Linked DNA regions of Mus musculus: region 1 is linked to region 2. The links are chromatin contacts, called in public HiChIP or PLAC-seq maps. All regions are on one chromosome and are shown on one strand. Each heading gives the region's core, a stretch centred on a gene start, on an enhancer-like site or on the middle of the called end of the contact. The rest is flanking DNA. Distances are from core to core; before and after follow the strand shown. Region 1 has its middle 5.9 kb from the start of Mir7676-2. Region 2 holds the start of Rac2 (Rac family small GTPase 2).

What was found. HiChIP or PLAC-seq counts read pairs in DNA pulled down with a chosen protein or histone mark.
Region 1: a contact with region 2 is called in an H3K27ac HiChIP or PLAC-seq map of acute myeloid leukemia, with 2.2 times the contacts expected there. The contact joins the enhancer-like site here to the promoter of Rac2 in region 2. A contact is called at or near these places in 2 of 39 promoter capture datasets (cranial neural crest and hippocampal neurons), 10 of 484 Hi-C or Micro-C datasets (the HL-1 cell line, the N1E-115 cell line, adipose-derived mesenchymal stem cells and 7 more), 3 of 115 datasets of contacts at active chromatin or transcription factors (the SCID.adh cell line, acute myeloid leukemia and bone marrow-derived macrophages) and 2 of 9 other capture datasets (adipose tissue and embryonic stem cells).

What each region holds. Positions count from the first base shown.
Region 1 is chr15:78,352,296-78,356,710 of GRCm38.p6, reverse strand. No RefSeq gene overlaps it. Among named protein-coding and RNA genes, the nearest start is that of Mir7676-2, 5.9 kb to the right of the region's middle. Within about 2 kb of position 1,515, at least 17 of the 459 cell types and tissues checked have an H3K27ac peak or open chromatin away from gene starts, as enhancers often do. A contact at or near this core is called in acute myeloid leukemia and bone marrow-derived macrophages, where this site is marked.
Region 2 is chr15:78,570,870-78,575,479 of GRCm38.p6, reverse strand. Rac2 (Rac family small GTPase 2) reads left to right here and starts at 2,697. Exons shown (of 7, transcript NM_009008.3): 1 at 2,697-2,869. The coding sequence starts at 2,835. Gm36738 (predicted gene, 36738) reads left to right here. Exons shown (of 2, transcript NR_155437.1): 2 at 808-1,069.

The DNA of each region.
Region 1 (4,415 bases), core at 266-2,765, 220 kb after region 2:
ATTGAAGCCTAAATGCCCACCCCCAGTGAAACAGGTCCTTCAATAGGTCCATATCTCCTCTAGCAAAGCCACAGCACTTAATAATGCCACTCTTTATGAACCTATGGGGCCCATTTCCATTTAATCCACCACAGTCCTATTTCAGAAAAGAGTGATGATTCTCCTCTTCCTCCTTCTCCTCTCTGCCCTCCTCCTCCTCCTTCCTCTCCTCCTCCTCCTTGTTCTCCTCCTCCCTGTCCTCCTTCTCCTTCTCCTCCTTCTCCTCCTCCTCCTTCATTGTCTTTGTAGTCATCGGTCTTTGTCTTCTTCTACCTCCTCCTCTTCTTCCTCTTCTTCCTTCTATTTTTCCAGTGCCATCCAAAGATGATGACTGCATTTCTGCATTGCTGTACACTCTGGACCCTCTCACGTTCTATCTTGATCATTTGCACATTTTTCCTAAACATGGCTGCTCGGCGATGTCCATTACAACGGGAATGGCTTTCTTCCATCTTTGTCATTCAATCTTGTTTGCAGCTCCCGAGGCTTCCAGCTAGCTTGTCTTGTTTCTCTTACAACACTTGAATGAAATTGTTCATGAGCTTCTTTCAAGAGTCTTACTGAATTATTCATCCATGAGATTAAAACCACAAGGGGAAAAAAGCCCTGATATTGCTAGCAACACCATCAAAGCATGAGCCTAGCTGAGCCTTGATTTGTGCATCCTTGATTCCTATCAAAAGAATCCTTGAGATACCAAGCCTGAACCATACAGGTAAGCATCCCTCCCCCCACCCATCTTCCCTGCTTGCTGAGTCCTCTGGGCATGCCGAGCTGTCCTGAGCAGCCTGCTATCCCAGCGGGACCTCCATTCTCACCCACATCTCCTTCCACCTTCATCTGACCTGTTGAGCCTAAACCATACAGTTGATCTTCCCTTCCCCCTCACCCCTGCTTGCTGAGTCCTCTGGTCATGCCGAGCTGCCCTGAGCAGGAACTTCCTCTGTGCCCCTTAGAGCGTGCCATTGCGCCAGGGCAACTTCTTTCTCCTGTGTTGAAATTCCTTCAGAATTGACATCATAGTCATGAGCTCCACAATAATTGATTACTGTTCTGTCATTTCAATCACAAATATACTTTCTTTACAAATACACTTATACAAGAATGCTATCTATCCTATTGATAAGCACAGCAACACCTGAAAGTCAAGTAGCACGGAGCAGAAACCGTTCGCACTCAGGTAGATCTGTGTTAAAATGCCTCCCTGAACTTTCATTTCCTAGTTGGCTTGTGACCGACGGCTATGAAGGACGGCTATGACAACTACATGGAGGTGGGAATGAAGGAAAGGGGAGCTTTGACATATAATTGGCGAATCTCTTTTTACTATTTGTAGATTAGCTGAAATTTAAATTGTTTGTTAGAATTTTTATTGTTTTTGTTTATGAAATTAGTGAATCCAGGGCTGGAGAGATGGCTCAGAGGTTAAGAGCATCAACTGCACTCCAGAGGTCCTGAGTTCAATCCCTAGCAACCACATGGTAGCTCACAACCATCTGGTGCCCTCTTCTGGCGTTTCTGGAGACAGCAACAGTGTCCTCACATACATAAAATAAAGAAATCTGAAAAGAAAAGAAAAGAAGAGAAGAGAAGAGAAGAGAAGAGAAGAGAAGAGAAGAGAAGAGAAAAGAAATTAGTGAATCCAGAAGTTGCTCAATATATTCTGAACTGATTACTAAAGTATCAGAATAAGGAGATTTTGTACAGAGACTTAATCAGGTGGGTACTCAAAAGGCTGAGCAGGTGTAGACACCTGCCACGAAGCCCGATGCTGTGAGTTCAGTCTCTGGATCACACTTGTTGGGAGGATGGAAGTGGCTCCTCCAAGTTGTCTTCTGACCTCCACATGTGAACCGTGGCTGGTGTACACCCATAAACAAACATATATACACATTTAAATAAGGAAGGAATGAATAGGAAAATCTGATTAGGATAACCACTTCTCTTGCTTACTTCAATGCTACTGAACTCTTTCTGAACCACTCAATGATGTAGTCACACAGAACAATAGAAATATCATTTATAATCTGAAAACGAAATCTGTAAACAAATAAGGCCAGGCAAGCCCCTCATTACAAACTGACAAATGTTCAGTATGGCCTTATTGAAAGGGACCAATTAATCTAGCAAGGCCTTGTACACAGAGAACCTGGTATCAAATTCCATCAAATTGAACTGATGGCCCTGTGATTTCTCCCACAGGAGGAGTCCCTGTGTGGCGTGCTGCCAAGTCCTGTGGCATGAAATAAGGCCAAGGAGGTGAACAGCAAGAGATGGAATGTTCTGGAAGAAGACCAAGCTCCTGAAGGTGCTGAGACACCAGGGGGTTCCCAGGCTGGGGGGCTTCATCTTGCGATTTATAGCCCCACATACAGGTCTCAGCACAGTTGACACCTGCAGTAGTATTGACTAATACAGAGGAATGAGTGGGGAGGGGGGCTTCTGAGGCAAGGAGGTATGAGCCCACATGGGACTTCTCTTACAGAGTCACACAGGATAGACTGTCTTTCTCTGGTAATGCATTGTCATGAATGTGTGAAATGTTCGCTTGGGCAAAACATAGATAACAAAACAGGATGCCAGAGTTTACTGTTGGCTTGTCCCAGGAGTGCGTTCTACTTAGATACACCAACTTGCCGGACTCCCAGAGAGGTTAGGGATTAAGCATAAACCACATGGATTGTGTACCTTTTAGATATTTGGTACTCTTCTCGGTGAATAGGAGGAACACTCCCGACAGCCAGCTTTCTGTCTGTCTTTCAGGTTGCAGACACAGTGCAACAGTCAGACTTTGAGAGAAGCTGTTCTTTTCTTTTTTTTTTTTAAAGAATTATTTTATTTATGAGTACACTGTTGCTGTCTCCAAACACACCAGAAGAGGGCGTCAGATCCCACTACAGATGGTTGTGAACCACCATGTAGTTGCTGGGAGTTGAACTCAGAACCTTTGGAAGAGCAGTAAGTGCTCCTAACCTCTGAGCCATCTCTCCAGCCCTCCCAGTCCCTGAGAAGCTGTTCTTAGTGCCCAAGCATCCATGGGCAGAAAGGGTAGAGTCCCAGATCATGTCTCCACCCATGGCTTAGGGAAGAGGTTCAAAGGCCACGGTCCATGATCTTCTCCTCTTGGTCCTGACAATGAGCAAAGGATGAAAGTCAGCTTTTAGCAAAGCAGGAGCCCTGCTCACCGCTGAGACACCATGGCAAGGATGTGTTTATCCTTGGAGATTACAGTACCCAAAATAAAATGTAAACTATAGACATATTTTCTTTGCTTTGTACTTTTACATAGGTTATTTCTTCTGTTACAAAACAACTGTGGATGCAGCATTGGAAATGGAGGAAATCAATAGTAAGCCTGGAATGGGAAGGCCTGACTCTATCTGTAAGTGTGTATAACAGGAAGGTAGGAGTCCACACGATAAAAGACTAAATCTCCAACCATGGACACTATTGTCTTAGGAACCACAGATGTAGCATGCTGCGTGTCCTGCTCTGTGCCAATTCCAGTCAAGGTTCCCTGAAGGCATCTCTGCACTCTCGTGTCTACTGTAACAACAATCAATTCTATATGTCTTCATTATTCTTTCATACATGTACAAGATACAGTTTGGTTGTGTCCCCCGCCCCCCCCCCCATTGTCTCTCATTACCTTTCCAATACCTGCTAAACCTCCAGTTCTTCCTGGTGAGTAGCCCTCCTGTTTTCAAATCTTTGCTTTGTGGGTTTGAGGAACCGTGTTTAAATAGGGCTGCTTATGTGAGTGTGAGTGGAATTTCTTTGTGGGGACATGAAAACATCACTGCAGAAGAACATAGCATTGTTCCTCTTGGCAATTGCTGAGAGTTAAAGATTTATAGAAACGTGACAAGGGACGCCTTATCCTTATAACCGGAGTGTAATATGAGTGTAATGGCCATGTTATATCAAGAAGTCAGTGCTTCACAGCAGTTACTCCCATCACCCGGCCCTTGCACACACTCTCCTTCCCTCTTCCATGGAGTTTCCTTAGCCTTGGAGGGTAGATATCCCTGCTCTGCTTAGGGCTGGGCACACAATGGTTGCTTGTTCCAGCACTTTAATCAGGCATGAGTCTGTGCCTAAGTTTTTTCTGTTTGTCTCCTTTTTCCTTTCCCTGAAATTCAACAATCACCCATGTGAAGAGGAAGGGGAAGGCATGAGAAATGATCCTGCCCATCTCCAGGGTTCTCCTCACAGAGACATTTCAGAGTCTTTGGCATTGGTGGGACCACATGACCCAACATCAGATCCCTCCCATGTGACCCAGCGTGAGCTCTGTGAGAATCCCAGCAACCCTCTAAAGGAACTGCATCCTGGCTTTAGCCCTTGCTTGATTTAGAACTCTCGAGTTGAGTGTT
Region 2 (4,610 bases), core at 1,448-3,947:
GCAAATTTCAAGGTATCTGTAGCAAGAGCCAGCAAGGAGGCTCAGAGGGGAAAGAACTTCCTGCCAAGTCTGATGACCTGAGTCTGATCCCCAGGGTCCCACATGGTGGAAGGAGAGAACCGGCGACTTCCATGGGTGTGTGCGTGGGCACGCACACAAATACATTTTCCATTTTAAAAGCAGCCATGGGTCTCTCTTTGTGCCAGGTTTCCACATACACAAATCCAATATGCAAAGGCTGACATTTCCCCTTCATCCAAGGAGTGGCAAGGAAATTCAATTTGAGAATTATTAGCTACAGTAGTGCTGAGAGTAATAAGGAAGCAAGAAGTGAATCTTTTGAGAAAGGTGCCTGACCTTTCTGGGAGGAAATGGTAAAATTTTATTGAAAGATATAAAGGAGAAGGTGAAGATGCTAACAGGCAGACAGAATGACTATCACAAGGATGTCAGGTCCCTACTCGCTGCTGCAGGTTGAACGCAGGACAGCCCAGGACTCTTATGTCATTTGCTTGAGCTTATTCCACAGTGTAGATGGAAGAGCAGAGATTCATCAAACACTAGAACAATCCTGAAGGAATGTAAGAGAGGCACGTTTCTCCTAGGCTTGGAGCTGGGGTAACTGAAGCAGGCTTGTGTCAGCCCCTGGGTGGATGGGAGGACTAGCAGAGAAAGGGGCCAAGGTTTGGTTTGCAGGTGACAGTCTTGGTCCACGAGGCTTCTTGACTGCCCATTCACTGGGAAAAGATAGGTAGAACTTTGTTTAATAGATGGCACTCTGGGATGATGGTCTGTGTCCATTGTCAGCACGACAGAGTCACCTGGGAGAAAGACATCTGGAGCACATCGATTTGAGGTGGGAAGATCAGCCCACTGTGGGTGGCACCATCCTGTAGGCTGGGAAACTGCATTGTGTTAAATGAAGAAAGGATCTGAGCAGCAATGCGCTCATCGTTGTTTCCTGATTGTGGGCAACCAGCTGCTCCAAGCTCCTGCTACTCTGACGACTTCCCCACTGTGATGGATTCTAACCTTGAACCATGAACCAGAATAAACCCTTTCTCCCTTCTGTCGCTGTGGTCGGAGTATTTTTTTTTCATAGTGATAGGAATAGAAACTAAGAAAGCCCTAGAGAAATCAAATCAACATCTCACAAAACCTACTAGCAGCCCCTTTGTCATCTAAAATCCACTCTGTGTATCAAGGTCACTGTCTGTAGACAGAAACTGTACACACTTTGTAGAATATCTTTGTGAAATTGCATAGGAATGCTTAAGAAAGAATCACTCAAAGAGTATCAATCATTAGGGAAGAAAAATTAAAGTTGACCACATACAAATAAACCTTTATAAATATCACAGCTTCAAAAAAAATAATTCCACATACTGGAAATGAACTATGAAACGGTTATAGCAATTCACACTTGAAAAATCAAACACCGAACTTCTCCAAATAAATATGAGGGGAAAAAATACTCCAGTAGAGAAATGGACAAATACACAAATAGTAACTTGTGTAATAGGAAACCCAAAAGTCCAATAAACAACTAAAAACACAAATGCCCAACAAAACACCTGCAAACACAAACACCCAACCAAACACTTATAAACACAAATGCCCAACACAAGGCGAGTGTAGTTGATATCATCAAAACGGCAAGAAGCCTACGACAGTTTGTAGGTAGGATTTTCGGTTTGGAGTGGTTTCCCAGCTAGGATCTTGCTGTATCGCTCGATGGCTCTGGCTGCCTTGGAACTCTCACTCTGAATCCTGGACTCAAGCTCCCAGCAATCCCTTTGTCTCAGCTTCCTGAAAGCTTAGATTGCACCATGCTGTGAGAAGGTTTGGACTTGCCAAACTTCTACCAGCTTGCTCTACTGCATCTGTCCCTGACTCTTCCTCCTCCTCCTCCTCCTCCTCCTCCTCCTCCTCCTCCTCCTCCTCCTCCTCCTCCTCCTCCTCTCACTCCTCCTCCTCCTCCTCCTCCTCTCACTACTCCTCTTCTTCCTTCTCTTCCAACTCCTTCCCTTTTCCCTATCCTCCCTCCTCTCCTTCCTCCTCCTCCCCCTTTTCCTCCACTTCCTCCCCTCCCAATTTCCCCCCTTCCTCCCCTTCCTCCTTTTCTCCCCTCTCCTCTACCTCTTCCCTTCTCTCTTTCCCTCCCCCTCCTTTGCCTTCTCTCTACACACTGGCCCTTGCTTAGGCAGCACCCCCCCCCCCCGGGCCAACTTTGTTTGACATCACACGTCATAGCCACCAGTTTTCCCTGCTGGTGACTCTGAGGTCACTCTGTAGCTCTCCCTTGGCCCATGTCTCCTGCCTTGCTCACAGCACCTGTGGTGTGGTTTGCCTTCTCTACAGAGCAGGAACTCCAGGACAACCTGGCTTCCTGCATTTTAGAGTCACCAGCTCCCAACACAATGCCTGATACACAGTAGGCACTCAAGTGTTTGCCCATGGGAGTCAGGCCAACTGACTTCTTGGAGGATGCAGATTCTTCGAGAGCAACTTTGTCCCTGCCCTGGCTTAGGAAGTGAATCTTCAATTCTCTAGGGTGCCTGGGTTCCCTTTGGAGCCTAAGTCAAGTGCCCTTGGTGGCCTGGGCCCAACCTAGCACCTGTGGGGCCCCAGGTCCTCTTCCAGACCGCATGCTCCACCCCCTCAAGGCTGTGGGGCAGCAGCTTGGGTAAGTTCCTCTTCCGTTTCCTCCCGCCTCTTGAGCTGGGGTGCTGCTCCTCACTGCCGGGTACCTCCTAGCCACTCCATACCACTGGTGTCCACAGCAACGCTCCTGGCCCCCAACTGTCATCCCTGGCTGCTGGGCCTCAGATGCAATGCAGGCCATCAAGTGTGTGGTGGTGGGTGATGGGTAAGTACCTGGCTGAGTTGTCTCCCACCCCTACCAGGATGCCTCTGAGATCCTCCCTGGTACACCCACAGATTCAGGGCTCCCAGGAGGTTCTGGGGAAAGTCGCTTCCTTTCCTTGTAAGGGCTTACAAGGAACATTTGGGGTGGGTCTGGACTGCTCCCTGTCCTTCAGCCTACCCCACTCCGGAAGCTACTTGGGTGGAGGGCCTGGACTGTGGGTGGGGTGCTGCTATTTGCCTGTACCCTGAGAGCTGGGACAGGGCTCCTACCGGGCCAGCATCAGTTCAGGGTACAGGTACGAGGAGGGAAATCAGCAGCTTGCCCTTCGGACCTTTGTTTCCCAGGCTGGCCCAGGCTCTAGTTGCTGTCTTGCTGGGCCTAGGGGACTTCTGGCAATCTCCAAGCTTTCTGACTCTCAGTCCAGCCTCTGCTCTTAAGGACTCCAGAGGGCAGGCTGGCTGCAGCCCTGCTAAAGTCTGATAGTCATTGTCAGATCTTGGGACCACAGGCTCTCATAACCCAAGGCCTGAGTTTCTTCATGTGTCTCCCATATATTCCGACACATTAGGGTGCAGTCCTCAAGTCTATCTTGGGTCCCGCTAGATCCATCCTCACATGTACTAGACAGCCATCTTCAGTTCGAAACGGGGAGGGGCTGAGGCCTGGAGACCTTTCCTGGCTTAGGTCCCAAGGTCACACACACTTTGGCTCTGCTGGTGGCATAGGCTATCTACCTCCTCAGCTGACTAGGTCCGACTTGGTCGCTGCTGCAGCCGCCACCGCGCTAGGGTGTCAGCCGTTATCTGTGGCAGCTGCTCTGCTCACTTCTGCTTTGTGTCTGATCTGGGGGAGGAGGGGGCGGACACGGAGGGCCGGAAGTCAATGATTCTATGCATTCAAAGTTACCTGGGTGGCAGGCTGGGGCTTGAGGGCAGAGGTTTAGGGGGCAGGGACAGCAGAGCAACCTCCTCGAGTGGGAAGTGACTTAACGGAATTGTACTGGGGAAGGCCCGGAGCTGTCCCTCTGGCCTCTCAGCTTCCTGCTGAATGACCTGGGTGACCTCCCAGCTTGGCAGGGAGATAGCTTAAATGGTGGTCATCTCCATTTATCCCATTTCTCTTTTGTATGTGGTCACCGGGCTGTGGCTCTCTGTATGATCTGTCTTCCACCAACCCTACTTACCATCACAGAGTTCGTTTTACAGGTGGGAAAGACCAAAACTCCGAAAAGTTACATAACCTGCCTTGGAGGCAGAGGATTTGAACCCAGGCCCCTCTGACTTCAAAGAGGGGCGATGGGCAGTCCCTAACAGTCATTAGTTGGTGCCACTTCTATGGCACCGGGTTCAGTGTCTTAGAAGTATCAGTTATTTTACTGGGAAGATGGGCTTGTCCTTGTTGTCTACATGGGGAAACTGAGGTACAAGGTGCTTAGGTGACTTGCAAAGTTGTGTAGATGGCAAATGATGGAGGCAGGATCTGAAGCTTAAGAGAGACACGTGACAGTCTTACCCAGCTCTCCAGGGTCCTCTGTTCGGCCCCATGGTCATCTGTGCCTATCACCTGTATCCCACACACTGGTACATGTACAGTACTGGAGTTCTCCTCAGATGTGTGGCTCACACCCATGGCTAAGACTGAAGTCAGGTTCTTTATGGGCACTGCACGGGGTAGAGCACACTGGTATGGGGTGTCTGGGATTGGGAGACTGGAGCCTGAGTACAGTTCCCGCCTCCCCTTC